Linked DNA regions of Zea mays: region 1 is linked to region 2. Evidence: chromatin contacts called from public Hi-C data. All regions are on one chromosome and are shown on one strand. The core of a region is the stretch at or near the end of the contact, and the rest is flanking DNA. Distances in the headings are between cores, read along the strand shown. Region 1 holds the start of LOC103638977. Region 2 has its middle 15 kb from the start of LOC103638974.

The links. A called contact is a pair of places that touch in the nucleus more often than the background predicts.
Region 1: a Hi-C map of leaf shows a contact between it and region 2, with 6 times the contacts expected there. The contact joins the promoter of LOC103638977 here to the enhancer-like site in region 2. A contact is called at or near these places in 2 of 25 Hi-C or Micro-C datasets (ear and leaf).

Annotation. Positions count from the first base shown.
Region 1 is chr9:123,856,004-123,861,924 of Zm-B73-REFERENCE-NAM-5.0, reverse strand. LOC103638977 reads left to right here and starts at 1,965. Exons shown (of 14, transcript XM_008661761.2): 1 at 1,965-2,721; 2 at 3,095-3,181; 3 at 3,370-3,470; 4 at 3,574-3,624; 5 at 3,902-4,079; 6 at 4,161-4,475; 7 at 5,131-5,334; 8 at 5,410-5,898. The coding sequence starts at 2,317.
Region 2 is chr9:123,693,549-123,699,609 of Zm-B73-REFERENCE-NAM-5.0, reverse strand. No RefSeq gene overlaps it. Among protein-coding and RNA genes, the nearest start is that of LOC103638974, 15 kb to the left of the region's middle. Within about 2 kb of position 4,764, at least 17 of the 20 cell types and tissues checked have an H3K27ac peak or open chromatin away from gene starts, as enhancers often do. A contact at or near this core is called in ear and leaf, where this site is marked.

The sequences.
Region 1 (5,921 bases), core at 716-3,215, 170 kb before region 2:
GTCATCCTCTGTTTAGCGTTTAATCGGACTACACGGGCGTTTAAACGGACTAAAAAACGAATTATAGGATTAAACGACATAAACAACCTAAACAGTTAGCTATTGAGTAGCATTTAAACGACGTTTAAACGGTCTAAACGATCGTTTAGGATAACTGTGGTCTGGACACGGCTCGGTGATGATCTGTCTCACCGTGCCGTCGTGGCTTTAATAGTGCTAGGTCGACTCTTCCCCCTATGTAGAGGTTTTCGTCCGAGAGTCGGCTGTCGTCTTGCTGGGCTGCTCAGTAGACAGGTTGATCGGTAGGCCCGCCTTACCGGGTTGCTCGGCAGGCAGGTTGATTAACAACCCCGCCTCGACGAGTGGGTTGGTCGGCAAACCCGCCTCGCTGGGTTGCTCGACAGTGTTGCTCGGTGAGCGGGTTGGTCGTCCGTCCGCCCCACCGGGTTGTTCGGTGGGTAGGTTGGTTGGCAGATCCGCCCCGCCGAGTTGCTCGGTAGGTGGGTCGGTCGATTAATGGGTCGTCTTTGGGAGACCTTTTAGGCCTTTTTCGGGCACCCGGTTTTTAAAAAACGCGTTGTTATATTTCACGTTGATCAATTTTTATTGAATTTGACTAAAGTTTTAGAAAATACAAGTAATATTTATATATCTAAATAAGTTTATTATAAATATATTTCACAATTTATCAAATAATACTAATTATGCATTATAAATAAATATTATATATATATATTTATTAAAATTGAATATATGTTTTCCAGGAAAAAACAAGAATGACACTCTGTATTGGCCCTGTTTGGCACAACTTATTTTCAGCTTCTTCACAAATTTAAGCAGAAGTTCTACCAAACAGCTAGCTTCTGCAGCAGCTTATCAGTTCAGCTGCTTCTTAGAATACACTAAAAGCAGCCAACAAGCAGAAGCTGCTTTTCACCAGCTTATCAGATAAGCTGCTTTTTCAACAAGCGGCAGCTGTGCTAAACAGGGCCATTGTCTAGGGACTTAGGGAGAGAGTATGGCTTATTTAACAATAATATATATTTTTTAAAACTATATTTTTCAACTGTCATTGACAATGATATAGTTTGAATACAATGTTATAAATTAAGTTATGCTATAATTTTTTGGGTAGAAAGTGAAATTTTCAATACTCTAAAAATATCATAGTATCTAGAATACCATAGTTTTGAAATATAGTTTTAGGAAACCAATCAAACACCTCAATAAAATACTCTAGTATTTTTTTAGAGCATCTCCAACAACGCGATCTATAAAAACACCCTATAATTTAAAAATAAATAAATTTATATGATCTAAGATATTAACAAAATATTCTGCTCTAACAGTAAAGCCCTAAATCTAGATTATAGGGCAGTCCACTACGGTATAATATATTTGAGGTATTTGAGAGGATGTCATATATGTTTTTGACAAAATTTTACTAAATTAGACACTGTTAGAATAGTTTTTCCTATATATAGCCCTCTTGACGATGGAGAGGTCGATAGGCTCACATCTAACGCCAGACACTGACTGCGCTGGATGTGAGCCTATCGACCTCTCCATCGTCGCATTGTCTGGCGCGCGCCAAGCGCAGGGTCACCGTCACCGTGTGGTTGCGTTGAGGAGGTGAGGTGAGAAGAATTAAGGGGTACATGGACGTTAGGCTATGACGAGTGGGCCCAGTTGAACATATAACGGTAGCAATAACGGCGATGGCATTGAAGGAACCCAAAATCTAAATTGATGGCATATAAGGATTCGGTATAGATTTTAATGGCGCTCAGGGAATTTTCTCTAGTAGTTTCCGTCTCCGGCACAAAGAAACTACCCCAATGGCGCCGTCTGTGTTCGTGTAGCACAAAGAAAGATACGGCGTGGCGTACGTATCCATGTCCGACATGATATATCCTACAGTCTACAGATACTCTCTAGCTACGGGGAAATATCGTTTGAGCTCCGCTCGGTATTCTAGCTCGGGCTCGGTCGCCTCGCCACAGAGATCCATTCATCCGTGTGCCACCTTCTTCGGCGCAGCGGCGGTTGCTTTGCCCGATCTCAACCCGCGTCCTCGTCAGTCCTCAGTTCCTCACTTCTCCCCTCCTCGGCACGGGCCACCTCGCCACTCCCGAGTCCGGGCCCGCCGCGCCACCTGACCGACTCGACCGCGGCTCGCATCGGGACGCGTCCGACTCCCATGTAACAGCAGCTGGTCAGCAACAACGAGCAGCTCCTCACCCTCACTGGCAGGACCCGACCGACTCGCCCTTTGCCGCTCCGCTCCGATCGCCGCCGCCGCGGGGTTGCATTCCAATGTGGCGGCGCGGGGCGCACGCCGACGCCGCGCACCATCTCCCCACCGCGGGCCCGGGAGCGTCCTCCTCCTCCACCGCCGCCGCCTCCGCGGGCGCGGCCGCAGCGCGGAGACGGCGGCGCCCAGGGCTGCCCTGCCGCCCGAGCCACCTCTTCTTCGCGCTCCTCGTGGCACTCTTCACCGCCTCCCTGCTAGTGGTCTGGCAGCTGCTCCCCATCGGCGACGGCGACGCAGCGGAGGGGGACGGGGAGGCGCCGCCGCGCCTTCAAGGAGGCGAAGCCGGACCGATGCGGTTCTCGTCCTCCAGCCTGGCGCTGCGCGCGTTCGACGGCGAGAGCCGGCTCGAGGCCGCGAGATCCGGGCGGCGGCTGTGGGCCAGCCTCGCGCCCGTCAGAGTAGCGCTCGTGAGTGCTCCACTACCATTTTCGCGGCAGCACCTGTGAATTTTGGTAACGTTGAAAGATGCCTAGTTTTTTTAATGGTGTAATAGAGCTCTCCTGGGATTTAGTAATGTAATGCGGCGCGCTGGTCAGAGTTTAGTATTCGATGGAGGAACAGACATGCTTACCTAGATATATGCATGTCATGTATATCAGAATTTAGTATTCGATGGAGAAACAGACATGCTTACCTAGATATATGCATGCCATGTATATTGTATTGTTTGCGTGTTTTGCTGTTTCTTTATTAGTCAGGTCTACCGCCGCATATTCATTCAATTTTTATAATGCTAAAATGCATGTCATAGAGAGTTGCCTTTGGCTCCGGTTGTTTCAGGCTGTTGGAAATATGAACATAGATGCACAATCTCTGATGCTTGCAACTGTTGCGAAAAGTCTTGTGAGTCTGGGCTACGAGGTTGAGGTGAGTTTACACGCAACACTATTTTCCACAGGTTGCAAAATGCCTACTAGTTTGGTGGGTTTGCCATTCGGTTGTGATATTGTACCCTTGAGCTTGTGAAACTTGTTTTCATTGGTGACCATTCTTGATTTTTTCGATGTTGACAATACTTTATACCCCATGCCACTCATGGTGTTGCCATGGATCAGGTTTTAGCATTTACAGATGGGAAAGCTCGTGATATTTGGGAAAATATTTGTCTTGTAAATGTTGTGAACACTGGGGCTTTGAAATCTGTTGACTGGTCACAGTGAGTTGCTAATACTTTAAAATTCGAATATTTTCACTGCTATTCTTATTCCATGTCTTATTCATCTATTACCCTTCTTTTTTCTCTGTTCCTAATTTTGTAGGTACAATGCTGTGCTAGTAAGCTCTCTCGAAGGGAAAGGGGTTGTTTCAATGTGAGAATTCTTCTATAACATGTCTTATGCTCCAGGGTTGGCATGTAATAAAACACAATTTGCTAATGAAAAAACGGCTTAGATGTTTGCATTCCATTGTGTGTGTGTGGGGGGGGGGGGGGGGAGAACAGCTGATGTACTCATTGTTTTGTGAATTTATTTATTCCATTATATGACCTTTCATTTTGTTCATGTAAAATTCGTTTCTTGGAATTCATTTCCATTTTTTCTGTAGCAGTTCTTTGTTTGGCACTTAGCACATTCATATTGTTTTCAGTCTTATGCAGGAACCTTTTCGGCTTCTACCAGTGATTTGGCTTATACATGAAGACACTCTTGGACAATATCTTAGAAGTTATGCAAAGTTACATGATTCTATTCAAAATGTCATTGAAGATTGGAGGACTCATTTTAATGCATGCGCTTATGTTGTTTTTCCAGATAGCTACCATCCTGTATGTACCACCATCAACTCAATACTGTATAATAATTTATGAAATGCAATTTATGTCTGACATAAAGCTATTTGATTTCAGTTGTTGTACTCGCCTCTTGATTCTGGTAACTTTTTAGTGATTTCTGGTTCTCCAGTTGATATCTGGTCTGCTAAAAGATTTGGCTCATCACATTCTGACGAAACTACAAGAAAGCAGCATGGGATTGAAAAAGATGATGTTGTTATTTTGGTTGTTGGAAGCTACTTATTTTTTGATGATTTACCATGGGATTATGTCACAGTCATGCGTGCATCAGCTACACAAATTTTGGATATAGCAAAAACTAAAAATCTGAGGGTGCAGTTTGTTTTTTTCTGTGGAAATGGCTCTGATGCCTACAACTCTGCTTTCCAGGTAATGAATATTCCACAAATTAGACAGTGGCCTTTGGGAGAAATACCTTGCTATTGAAAAATTCCAAGAAATACCATTTGTACTTCAGTGATGGGTTTTCTTTATGTCATCTGCTTGAGGAGACAATATCATTACCATATTGTGCCCATGGAAGCATCCTTTTAAAGTCAAAAGTAACTGGCAGAACTTGGCCAGACCTTCATATTTTTCCTTTACTACATGATTTTTTTGGCATTTAAAGTAACTATGCATTGCATTTGTGAACTTCACTAAAGCAAGATCTTGAATTTCTTAAGCCTTCAAGCTTGTATGTTTTGTTGGACATGCTTTTAGCTGGCTAACCTTTTTATTTCTAATGAATATTTATCCTCTAGTTAATTACTTGGGCACTTTACTTTGCGGTAACCTCATATGTTTTTTTGTCAAACAATGCAGAAAGCTTGACATGACACACACACCAGCCTTTTCACAAGATTACATGGTGACCACACATATTAGATGAAATAAACACCCTTCTTGTCCCTGCTCTCTCCCTCTATGTTATTTTTTTCTTCAAAAACATTTTAGAATGGGCTCTTGTTCGTCTGTTTAGTAATTCATTCTTCCCGTGTTTACAAATTCACGTGCTAATATAATCCTAATGTCTGTTTTACAGGAACTTACCTCACACATGGGGTTACCTGATGTCTCCATAAAGCGATTTTCTGTGACTCATGATATTAGAAACCTGTTAATGTTTGTGGATGTTGTTCTCTATGGATCTTTAAGACAAGAACCTGTCTTCCCTCCTTTGTTATTGCTGTCCATGTCCTCCGAAATTCCAGTTGTTGCACCAAATCTTACTGTTATAACAAAATATGTATGCCACTCGATCGAATTCTTAATAATTCACTTGTAAATCTTTGCCACTACTTTTGACAATTTGTTGTTCCAGGTCAGTGATGGTGTCCATGGATTCCTTTTCGATTCTGCTGACCCAAGCACGATTTCTTCAGCTTTCATACAAATTTTAGGAGAAAAAAAGCTTTTGGATACTGCCTATTCTGTTGCTCTGGAAGGGAAGCTACTTTCCAAGAACATGTTAGCACATGATTGTATCAAAGCTCATGTTAAGCTTCTTGAAAGTGTTATTCATTTTCCTTCTTATGCAAAATTGCCATCTTCTGTTTCTAAAGTTCAAGAACGAACATGGTTGTGGGATCCTTTCGAGTTGAAAGCTGCACTAGAAAATAGTTTGTTGGAAGATGAAAGCCATGCCAGCACAAAGGCTGTTGATATTCTTAGAGAATTCTCTCAAAGTAACCAAACAACTTATGCTGATACAAATGATACTTCTTCATATGATTACCCTCGTTTGTCCGATTGGTATGATTTAGGTGAAATTGAAATCTTTGAAGACATTGAGAGGAGAGAAATGGAGGAGGCAAGTTTTACCCCCTTTTTTGG
Region 2 (6,061 bases), core at 3,515-6,014:
GCATATGATATGGAGTTGGTGCTGGTGGTGTGTCATCTCAACGGGTCCAGGGCTGGGAAGGCACTCTCATTCTCTGTCCCTTCTCGGACTGATGTCTGGTGCGGGTGCCTCTCGGTTTGGAGCTGCTCCGGCTGGGCTTCTTTCTTTGCTTGCATGCTCTCTCCCTATATGTATCTAGCGGTATACTACCTATGTCGCCTCCAGATGTCCAGGTCTTCGTCGTATTCTTCGCCGGCAACGAACAGGCATGCCCGCCTCTTCCCTTCCCTTCCTGCTCTACGAAACCTTGGAAGTGGGGAAGGCGGGGATGGGGGTCCCTGATTTGCTGCCTATGGTACTCGTTCGATGGCTCGGCATCGCATGTCTATATGTCATTTCCCTTACCACGGTGTCGACTCGGTATGCTTCTACCACTTCTATATACCAGTCACCCATCCTTCTGCCATTGCAAAAATTATTGTGTTGTTCATCTGTTGTTTTGGGTGTTAATTTTTGTTATGCTAAGGACTGAACATAATTTGGGTGTGTTAATACTTTATTTATTGTCTGCACATGGTTTGTGTTATTCTGATGATGGCTCATGGATCCTGCAAATATGTGTTAGGATTTGGAGATCCATGCAGGCACTACCACATGGTGCTCGTTCTTGGTATTCTTGGCTCTTGCATGCATTAGCTCGTTTCTGAGACCACATTGACGCAATGGACTCCATGGTGTTTGAGGTTGTTGAATTGGATGGAGCAGCAATGATTTGTCATGCTAACAGTGAAAGAAAAGGTTATTTGTTGGTTTTAAACGTTAGTAATTGCTACGAAGTACCATAATTTGTATGGAGCGGATCCGATTTTTATTGATGCCTTACTTTAGCAACCACTCCATATTTTGATCTATCTTGTTTATAAGTTTGAGTTCATGTGACTTATTTTAGAAACTTGAGCTCACAAAGTTCCTTTTATTTGGTCTCTGTATGGTGGAATTATGTCATTCTATAATCTCTGTTCGTCCAGTGAGTCGTTGTGAACTCTCTTCTAATCGCTCCCTTTATTGGCTGTGTTGTTCCAAAACATATTGGATGGAGTAAACAACAACATCAGTTAGTCAAATCAAAAAATATTATGCGGAGATAATCAATAAAAAATATTGAGATCTTTTTGGTGGATAGTTTACGTGGATATTGTTGTGAGCCGTCGCAACGGACAGGCAACCGACTAGTATATATATATGGGTTCCATTGATATATGATTTGTTCAAGGGAACATATGTAGGAATTACTTTTATGGAGTACTAATCTAAAGTCTTAAAAGACGCTCAGGTTTGGGGCTTCCTCCGCGTTCCTGCATATAACCTCCTATCGCTTGTTAACACGCGTCCGGACGGACCCAAAACTTACATCCAATTCAGCTGAGCAGCGACCTATGCATTGTCCTCTATCCCGCAACTCCCTCCACACCCTCGTCCTCTTCCCCTTCCAGCCATCGTCATCCCCGCGCTGGCACTCCCATCCAGCGCCCCCCGCCCCACGTTCGGTGGCTCCTTCGGCTAGCGTGGTTGTCGACGTGTGTCCGACTTCGAACATGAATTTGTTATCTAACTCAACTTTGAGCACTGCCACCACACTCCCCTCCTACTCCCTAGCAGCACGCCCACCGACACTTACAGGTTCTCCTCCTTTCTCACGCCTCTCTCTGCTCCTCCCTCGCGTGCTCATAATGGAGGATGCGGCGGTGACCAAGACGACGCGGAGACTGGGGAGGACGCAGCCGCGGCGAGGGTGAGACCTGAGGCGACAGGAAGCACCCCAATCTCCTCGCCCCCATGGACCTGAGCCACCGGGGATCGTTAAGGAGGACGGCCATGACACCTATGTGTGTGCCTTGACCCTCGTTTGGATGTCTCTCATCTCGTGGATCTAGGGTTCTTTGGTGATTTTGTCTTGGGATAGGGCTTAGGAGTTGTGTTCCCTGGTGGATCACGCTCGAGATCACTTTAGGGTTTTAAGCTTCTCTTGTGTTTACGACAACATCGTTCTTTTACTAGATTTAGGTCATCGTAAACACAAGAGAAGCTTAAAACCCTAAAGATAGGGTAGCCTAAGGATGTAGGCTAGCCTATTCCTGAGTTGGTCCTAAGGATAGGTTTCATTACTTTGTGGCATTTTATTCATCTTCTAGCTTATATTGTTTAGTTATTACAATGAGAATTATATTCACTTGGAAACACTTGTTTCAGCTAGCTATTTACTTGCAGCTAATATGGAGTTCCATTTAGTTGACTAACTCGCATATAGTTATCCAAATGGTTAAAATGTAGTGATGTGTTATTTTGCTTTTCGGTGTGTCTCAATTTCTGTAGGAGATGTTTGTCGATCTATGGGCCAAAGGCTTCCATTTGCTGCCACTAAACTTCAAGTTGTTGACCATAATGACCTAAAAAATAATCAAGTAAATTACTTTTATACTATTTGAGTTAGCTGATGCTCTATCTATCTATCAACATTGCTGAACTAATTCTAGATTTTAGGAATGCTTTTATTTCTCTTGAATCTGGTTCCTCAATTCAAGTTTTGTTTTTATTGAAGCATACATTTACATAAAATTAGAATGACAATTCCATACCCAAATCATGAGATGTTTGCAGCAATCGTTCAGTTCATAATTATTAATATTATTTGATCATATTTCAGAGCCAAAACTACAGTTTCTTTATCAAAGTGGTCTTTGCAAGAAGAATGTTGCACCACCTATGAGTGAGCTTTTACTGAGCCAAAAATGAGGCATCGAGGATCAGTTCCTACCCCAGGTATTAACATGTGACCTTTTCTACTCCCTATTATGTAACAAATGCGATGATCTGATCTCTTTGCTTGACTTGAAGAAAATGGAAACCATGAAAGTACAGACATCACAAAAACGTCTACTGGTGTTGATGCTATCAATCATGTAAGTTTCATTCTTCAAAGCCATTGGAATGTCCGATAGTGAAAAATTCCTTAGAGGGGATCAAGATAAAATGCACCTAACAAATAACAAGTAGGCATATAGGGTGAGACTGATCAATATAGTGGTTTTGTATTTCCCAAAGCTTTGGCTGCATTGGCACAATGGGAGGTTAAAAAACACGTCGTTTAATTATTACACTCTACATGTTATATGTACAGAGATAAAAGAGATGCACGCATATGTATACGTCAACTTGATAAGTTCTTGCATCTCAAGAAATTTAGGTTTTTTCCTCCTCTCGGACTGAATCTTCAGATGGCAGTATTGTTCCGACTGCATCCATAGCTTCATCTAGTAATGAAAATAGTGTTCATACAAAAGTTTCTTCGGGTTTCCACTTTCACACATATAGTAGAGGTTGTCGTACAATTACCAAACATAAGAATGCAACCATAAAAAATAATAACATAACAAATAGGCACTGCATGATTTAATGAGAGATCCAAACAGTCTCAAAGCTAGCAAAAAAAGTTGGATGTTACTATTATAACTAGCCTCGCTATGTGTCCGATCTGATCACTGCTTTGTTGCTCTATTTGTCTCGCACTCAAGCTTTTAAGTAGTATTATCAAATCCTTAGCACTCATGTTTTTCCCTTTGTGCTGGATAGGGGGCGCCCTTTGATCTAGTCTGATTCAAAACCAACTGTCCTTGTCGTTGATATATAGAACTTGTTTACGGGAAAAAAAATCAACTACTCTACTTTGCACTAGCTCTATTATTTCACCCAATGCAAGCCCCTACATAACTATAGTACTAGCTTTGTTTTGTACACTAGTAGAGCACAACAATAAACAAGCTACTACGGGCACTAGCTATACTCGAGAATAGTAGGCCTGGTTTTCGCGGAGCGGCTACCGACGAAAACAAGCTCTACTTTCGATGTTGGAATTTCTACGAAAGCATACAACCGGAAGTAAAAGTAAACCTATTTAGCCGGTGTTTGAATACACTAGAACTAATAATTAGTTGACTAAAAATTATTAGTAGAATTAACTAGCTAACTAAGTATTAACTAATTTATCAAAAATAGCAAATAATTGAACTATTAGTTAAGATGTTTGGATGTCTCAACTAATTTTAACCACTAACTATTAACTCTAGTTTATTCAAATACTCTCTAAATCATCGAAAAGAAAATTATTTTTTGTTAGGATACGTTTATTTTTGGTGGCTTTTGACCGGCGAGAATCAATCTATGAATTTTCTGCCGCGAGCTTCTAATCTAACCTCGTACACACACGCGTTACAGCGCGCACAGCCGCAACGGACATATATGGAGCTCGAGGCTGGAAGCCCCAAACTGCGCGTGCGGCTCAATGTGATCCCTCGCTCCAGCCGCAACCGCAATGAACTGGTTTTGCCTCGTGGAATGGCATTTCCATTTGGGATCGGTGAACAGTAGTAGCCTGACTTTGACGGCGGGCAGTCGGGTAACGTGTCCCTCCCAGTAAAAACTGTCAGTTGCTGCAACTGCAGTGCATGTGCATGCACCCGTCCGAACGAATCGAAGCGGTGCACGTGCGGATGCAAGGCGCTGGCATAGGATGCGGGTCGCAGCGCATGTGTTTCAGCGCGCCACCACGGCTGCAGCTACGGCGCATGGGTTTCAGCGCTCGAATCCCGCGGGCAGCTGGCCTGGCGCCAGCTTTTACTACTTGCCGGCCGCGTTGGCTGGCGTTCGTGCCGCCATCTTTATAGTCCGGTTCAGACCTCAGACTGGATGATTGATGAGACTCTTGCAACATGCGAGGACCACGCCGACGCCGACGCCGATACCGATGGGACCAGCTCCATGCTCGCGCTGTTCTTCTCTCGTCCTGTGTCCTGTCCCGTATGGGTATGGCCGTCGCGTACCATGCTTTGTTTGCTTGTGCCCTGCCCTGTTTCCCCGACCTCCCCATCTTGTTCGAACGGCCGGCGAGAACATTGACGCTATACCTCTGAGTGACACAATCCCTGTTCAGATAAATCCCTGTCCCGGAAGTTAGCTAGGGCGACAGAGAAGGTGCCTATATGTATTTCGCACGCTGGGCTACTAAATATTGGGCCCAAACCACCTCGCGAATTCCAACGGATTCAAAAACTTCCACGCGGGCTTTCACCACACAACTGCTTGTTCGGTTCTACCCCAATCCATATAAATTAAGGGGAATTGAAGGGTTTTCAATCCCTAGTAAGTCAAAATCTCTCCTAATCCGTATCAATCCCCTCTAATCCATATGGATTAAAAATAACCGAATAAGTCCTAATGGGTTCTAAATTTTACTAGATGTATGTCCGTGCGTTTCTACAGAGTCACCATGTAATAGTAAGATACATTGAGATGCAGAAGCACTATGATAAAATACAGTGATATGCAAAACATTAATTCTTATTCTATATTTTTGTTAGCAACACTAAAAGTGAATGTTTACATACCTCAAAAAAACATAAGATACTATCCATGTTTGGTACAGAATCAATATGATAAAAATACATTGATATATAAAAACACTAATTGTTATTCTACACTTCTGTTGGCATCACTAAGAGTGGATGTTTACATGCCTAACTATATAGTGATGCCAACAGAAGTGTAGAATAACAATTAGTGTTTTGTATATCAATGTTTTTTATCATATTGATTCCATAATAATGCACCGGCATATACCTAGTAGATGGAATAATCTCTAATACTATTAAGAACATAGTGTAGACGTCCACACTGATATGGTGCACGGTTCTGCCTCCCACTCCCACCCGCACCGCCATCCGCGTCGCGATCTCCTACCAACAATGGCCGCCATCAACGGAATCTATACTACCAACAACGGCGCCATGCACGGTTCTGCCGAGAATCATTTAGCTTCCTGATTTGTTTCCTGAAACACGGCTGTTGTCCGTGCTGCCGCAGATTTGTGCCGAGGATCGCCCCACCATCAATCACGGAAGGTGGCCGATGATCTCCGCCCCAGCCTCCTCCCATGCCGTCAATGGAAGGTGGCCTCGGATCCGCCCCATCAGCGGCGAGGGAGGTACCGGTGCCAGTGGTGGCGGAGGGCGACGCTGAAGAGGCCGAT